Regions from separate parts of the Mus musculus genome. Here region 1 is linked to region 2. Evidence: chromatin contacts called from public Hi-C data. All regions are on one chromosome and are shown on one strand. Each heading gives the region's core, a stretch centred on a gene start, on an enhancer-like site or on the middle of the called end of the contact. The rest is flanking DNA. Distances are from core to core; before and after follow the strand shown. Region 1 overlaps Anxa5 (annexin A5). Region 2 has its middle 62 kb from the start of Gm42208.

Region 1 (2,700 bases), core at 189-2,688, 110 kb before region 2:
ATAATTTATCGGTGGTGAAAGCTGTGGCATTATCACCACCCAGGTGCCAACAAAGACCGCAGAGAACAAAGGGGCACAGAGAAGAGCCTCTTTTCCAGGGCCTTTCTGGACCCGCACAGTCCTCTGAAGAGAGCCAAGCTAGAGAGTCAGAAGACAGCTGCGGAGGGAACCCCAGCAGCTTGCAGATGCCCCTCTGCAGGGCACCTCACTTTTACACTTAGAAGCAGAGCTAAGAACAGGAGACAGTGTTTGCATTTTGATTACATCATTCTTCATGTCCGAATAGCTTTTGACAGTTGTACTATGTGTTTTCTTAGTGAAGTCTATTCGGAGCATACCTGCCTACCTTGCAGAGACCCTCTACTATGCCATGAAGGTGAGTAGACACCCTGCATCTAATAAATGCAGCCTTCTCTAGCTCTGACTATGCTTCATGTGACAGCCTGGGGATGCATGTCTCTTTCCGATGTGTAGCCTGTTTCTTCTACGTTACCAGACTTCAATGATTTACCTCAAACCAGGGGCATTTGGTGCTGTATGTGAAGACTTTTAACACCTGCACTCTTTTCTCCTTTAAAGGGTGCTGGGACGGACGATCACACCCTCATCAGAGTCGTGGTGTCGAGGAGTGAGATTGACCTGTTTAACATAAGGAAGGAGTTTAGGAAGAACTTCGCCACCTCCCTGTATTCTATGATCAAGGTAGAACTTTGGTTTACATTAGAAACACAGAGCCAGATCGGGCAGCATGAAGGAAATGGATGGAAGAATCCAGTTCCCGTGCTAAGTTAAAATATTAGTCATAGGATTAGAGGGGTTCTAAAGAAGGATAAAGGGGGAGCTGGGTTACAGCCCCGGCCAAGGCTCAACCGACCCAAGGCTTTGTCCGTTTTTAGAATGTGTGCTTGTGTATCCATCAGTATCAGCTGCCTTTGTTAGCTCCTCCCTCTCGTCAGTGTTTCTTTCTTCCTTGTCTGTGGTCACTGTGCCCCTGGTGTCAGGTCATAGCTGCAGCAAGAGACCCCTGTGACCTTGAAGTGTGGCTGAAAGGAAGTCTCTTGACATCTTTCCTTGTGGACCACGTGTAGAGAGAGGTTTCAGTTGAGCAAAAGCGTTGGATTTAATGTGTGTGGTGTGTGGAGCTTGGGTTGAGGGTTGCCAGCGAGTCTGTGCACTTAAGACACTAGCATTTCACACATAAGCGGCATGAGGGGAGCCCAAGGAAGGCATGCCCTATGCCCATGTCCGAGGCAAAGCCACAGCCCCTGAGAGGCCCTGCATGCCTTTGTTACCCGAGAGAAACTGGGCGTCTGTTTGAAGGCATGATGATTTAACATACTTGGAACGGCTTCTCTGCTTCTCCATGGAAGAACACAGTCCACTCCATTAAGAGAACAGCCCTCGAGGGGTAAAATTAGAAAGTTAAACTGAGCGGTATTGGTAGGAATTTCCCTGTGTAACATTCCTGTTGTGAGAGTCATGCAGAGAAGTTGCCCAGTGGGGAGAAAAGTCACAGGAACGATAGTCACCCTCAGCCATTTCCTCATCTTTTTATTTCCTGTGGCTTTTGTGAGTCATGGAGTTGACAGAGTGTGTTTGGGTTCCAGGGCGACACATCTGGAGACTATAAGAAGGCCCTGCTGCTGCTCTGCGGGGGCGAGGATGACTGAGAGCCGCCTGGAGCGCCCTGTGCCTGCTGCCCACCATCAGCTTTCCTCAGCACCACACTTGCTTGCATTCTGTGCCTGCCGCGCTGCCTTACACTAGTATGCTAATGACCAAAGGTGTCTTAGATGAAAGCAGTGTCCCGCCCTTCTGATGTTCTGTCTACAGTAGGTAGTGACCTTCCCATATCTCTCAGTCCAATGTCTGAGTTATTAATATTGTCTATGAATTGCTTTTTATATCCTTTTTTAAAGCTTCATTTATATTAAGTTAATAACCCTATTATCTTGATTGGAACCTTAGCGGTGAAATTGTGAACTCTTGGAAATGCTGTCAATCAAGCTTACTGCTCTAGCAGACCTGCAAAATTATGATGGTAGTATCCAAAACATTGGCGACAAATAAAAACATTCCCTTCCCTCCAAATCCTGTGTAGGTTTGTGTTTAGAAAGCTTATTTAACAATGATATCCCTTTGAAAGCAGGCACTTGACAGTAGTATTAGTTAAAGCTAAAACTATAGTTGGTCTTGGGGTACTAAAACATGCAGTATCGCAGACTGAACTTCCTAATGCGGTGAGGTAAAGGATGGAGAGAGAATGGGGGGTGGGGGATGGGAGGTGGGGGTAGGGTGTGGATGGAGGAAGGGGGTGGGGTGGGGTGGAGGTGCATGTGTTCCTCTGTGTGTGTGTGTGTGTGTGTGTGTGTGTGTGTAAAACAGTTTCCTGGTGGGATGAAAGCTGGGGAGGGGAGGGTCCCCTGGTGGGAGGAGGGGAGGTGAAGAGAAGAGATTTATTTCCTCACCAGCTAGGACAATACTATGGAGCTTCTACTAGCAGCAGAAAGAGTAAATTTTGCACAACCTAAAATTTCAGTGTGTTCGAGTTTGCTTGTAACTCTGCTCTTTACCTTCTCCTCCTCCTCCTTGAGATAATTGTAGAAGTTTCTTCCTCCAGTCCCATAGTCCCAGAAATAACCTAATGGCTCATAACCTAAGATAACCCATTTATTCTAATCCATGTTCTGCCACGAGGCT
Region 2 (2,700 bases), core at 167-2,666:
TGGGGGTCCCTGGAATGAGGGTCCTCGAAGCTAGGTGGGTAAGGATTCGGCGGTGACAAACAGAAACAAACACAGACACACTTTGAATCTGAGTGTATTTTGCAGCTCTCAAGCAAGGGATTTTATATATTAAAAAACTAGACATTACATCTCTTAGAATCTGTATCCAGCGAAACAATCACAAATACCAACAAAAATCATTTGGCACAGTAAAGCACAAAAATCTTCTAAGCATTACAACTCTGAAACTATGTGTTCAGTGAATCACAAACAGAACAGGTAACATCATTATTAATATAAATCATCAAAACATAACAATTCCAAAAGGATGAATTTAGTGGGGCTAGTGGCATATTTCCAAGCAGGTTAATAGATCTTTATGGTCAGTGCTCTTAACCGCTGAGCTACCTCTCCAGCCCCATATGGTCAGCTATTATTTAACAGCTAATGCCTGATTTTCTATAAATCTTCAGCACATAAATTTAAACTATTTTAATTCTTTCTAATTAAGGCTTTCTTTACCACATACCAAAACCCACCTCCGATGACACACGTGCAGCCATATGAAATTGTATTGTTGGTAAAGTTTTTTTTTTATCTATCATTATAGTGTTGTAAATGATTTAAAAAGTAAAGCATTGGTTTCCCCGGGGCTAAGGCCATGTTAGTGACCCCATCTCAAGAGATGGTTTCTTACCCATTATTGCCCTAGGCTACCAGGAACATGTAAATAAGGAAAGGCATAGGAGAAAACAAAACAGATAGATTGCCATGAGAACTACGGCGCAATAATTTTTCTCCAGCGAGGTTCCAGGAGGCCTCCCCCTTTCGAGATCAACCGCCTCAGTCTGTGGAACTTGTCACACACATCCTACTGGAGGTGGTTGGGCAATGTAGTTTGCCTTCCTTCCTTCCACCACTGGTCTTCAGTAGTTTCAGGGCACCTGCTCTGTTGTGCCCAGGGAGAGAACATTTCTAAGTGGTTTCACTTGGGCAGGATGCCCTGAGGACTTGGTTCAGGCATTCTTTTTTTCAAACGAATTTGCATTTTTACAAGCTGAGGTTCTAGATATGCGAAGTCTTACCCTGCAAGAGCTTTTCTCAGTGTGTAGATGCTGCTCTCGAAGAGCAGGTCTCTTCAGTGATAACAGCGACTCTGTCCACACTTCTTACTACATTGTGCTCTTTGCCCACATGTGTGATTTTCACGTGTGTGTGCATGACATGTTTGTGGGGGAGGGTTAGAGCATAATTTGTGGGAGTCAGTTCTCTCTTTCCTAGAACCGTGTGGGCTCTGGAGCATAAACTCAAGTCCACAGGCTTGGCAGGCAGCCAGTTCCTTTTCCTGCTCAGCCTCTCACCAGCCCCCATATTGTGAATCAGAGAGTGGTGAGCAATGGTTATGTCACAGCCTGGATGTTTAGCTGTTTTGAAATGTCCTCCACCAACCAACTTAGTCCATTCCTTTGAATTCAGCCTTAAACAATTTTTCAGAAAAATAGGCGGAAAACACAGCCAGATTCATTGCCAGAATGTAGCATTAATGCCTCTCATTCAACTCACAGTGAGTGCCCCTCCCCAATCTCACGAGCCTGGCTTCGGCTGTCCATATTTCTACTGACATTCTGGTCGGAACACCAGCCAGAACATCCCACTAAGCTCTTGTTATGAAATTATAGGGCTATATTACCTACAGCTTCAAACTCCTGCACACCATTCCTCTTAGTGTCTCTTCAGTCCAGGTAGAGTATGGGAGGGAATAGCCTTTAGGATATCTTAACTGGCCAACACCTTCACCTTCACCTTCACCTTCACCTTCACCTTCACCTTCACCTTCACCTTCACCTTCACCTTCACCTAGCCACTCACTCTTGGGATGGCCTAGCTCTCATTCAGATGAGGCAGTGTGTTGTTCTTTAACGTTCTGTAGTTATTGGTATGTTCTGTAGCTAAGGTTTAGGGTGGTGTGTGATAAACAATGGTGGCTGAAACAGGTTTTATTGTTGTTTATTTGCTTGCTTGGTTGTTTAGGTTGTTTTGTATACAACACACACACACACACACACACACACACACACACACACACATGTTTTGGAGACAGATGCCCCTTGGCAAATGACTTTGTGTACTTCCTTCATGGTACAGGCCTTGGAAACTCAAAAGCCAGGTGATTCCTTTCTTCCTCAAATTGTTGTGGAGAATGGCATTTGTCATAGCAACAAAAAGCAAACTAGGACAGGGTAAGTGCATAAAAATATAATTGATAGTAAAAGTGAAACTCTGTAACTTCAAAATGACTATTTTAACTGTATAAAAGTTCAAACAAGATATATAGTCTTTGGGTCTGACTAATCTGTGATTTTTTTTTAATTTGTAAGTTATTTACAATAAAGTTTTAATTAAAAGAAAAATGTGACCTTAGGTACCTGTGTATGGTCATAAACAATCTATAAATCAGCTCTATGTGGTTTCACAGCAGGAATCTCCACATATGGGGTGGGTGCTGTATTCATCTCATGGTTTGATAGAGTGCGTGACGACAGCTCATGGAGATGGAGTGCTGTTGCAACATTTTAAGGAGAAAGTTGCCTTAAAAACTTATGAGTCTTTTATTTATGTGAAATAAGTGAAGGAGAGACCTCACAGCTAATGAAGAATAGTGGCCAGTGGGCAAGGGTGGGCAAAACGTGGAGACTCGAG

What was found. Hi-C and Micro-C count contacts between places; a contact is called where the count stands out from the background.
Region 1: a Hi-C map of the 63-12 cell line shows a contact between it and region 2, with 3 times the contacts expected there. The contact joins two enhancer-like sites. A contact is called at or near these places in 1 of 39 promoter capture datasets (hippocampal neurons), 2 of 15 datasets of contacts at CTCF or cohesin (large pre-B cells and pro-B cells), 45 of 484 Hi-C or Micro-C datasets (3T3-L1-derived adipocytes, the 63-12 cell line, the C2C12 cell line and 24 more) and 5 of 115 datasets of contacts at active chromatin or transcription factors (the 230-238 cell line, acute myeloid leukemia and embryonic stem cells).

Annotation. Positions count from the first base shown.
Region 1 is chr3:36,448,314-36,451,013 of GRCm38.p6, reverse strand. It overlaps Anxa5 (annexin A5), which reads left to right. Exons shown (of 13, transcript NM_009673.2): 11 at 318-376; 12 at 580-702; 13 at 1,608-2,091. The coding sequence ends at 1,670. Among named protein-coding and RNA genes, the nearest start is that of Mir7009, 26 kb to the left of the region's middle. Within about 2 kb of position 1,438, at least 126 of the 459 cell types and tissues checked have an H3K27ac peak or open chromatin away from gene starts, as enhancers often do. A contact at or near this core is called in the 63-12 cell line, the C2C12 cell line, the HL-1 cell line and 2 more, where this site is marked.
Region 2 is chr3:36,339,682-36,342,381 of GRCm38.p6, reverse strand. No RefSeq gene overlaps it. Among named protein-coding and RNA genes, the nearest start is that of Gm42208, 62 kb to the right of the region's middle. Within about 2 kb of position 1,416, at least 39 of the 459 cell types and tissues checked have an H3K27ac peak or open chromatin away from gene starts, as enhancers often do. A contact at or near this core is called in the 63-12 cell line, the C2C12 cell line, the HL-1 cell line and 2 more, where this site is marked.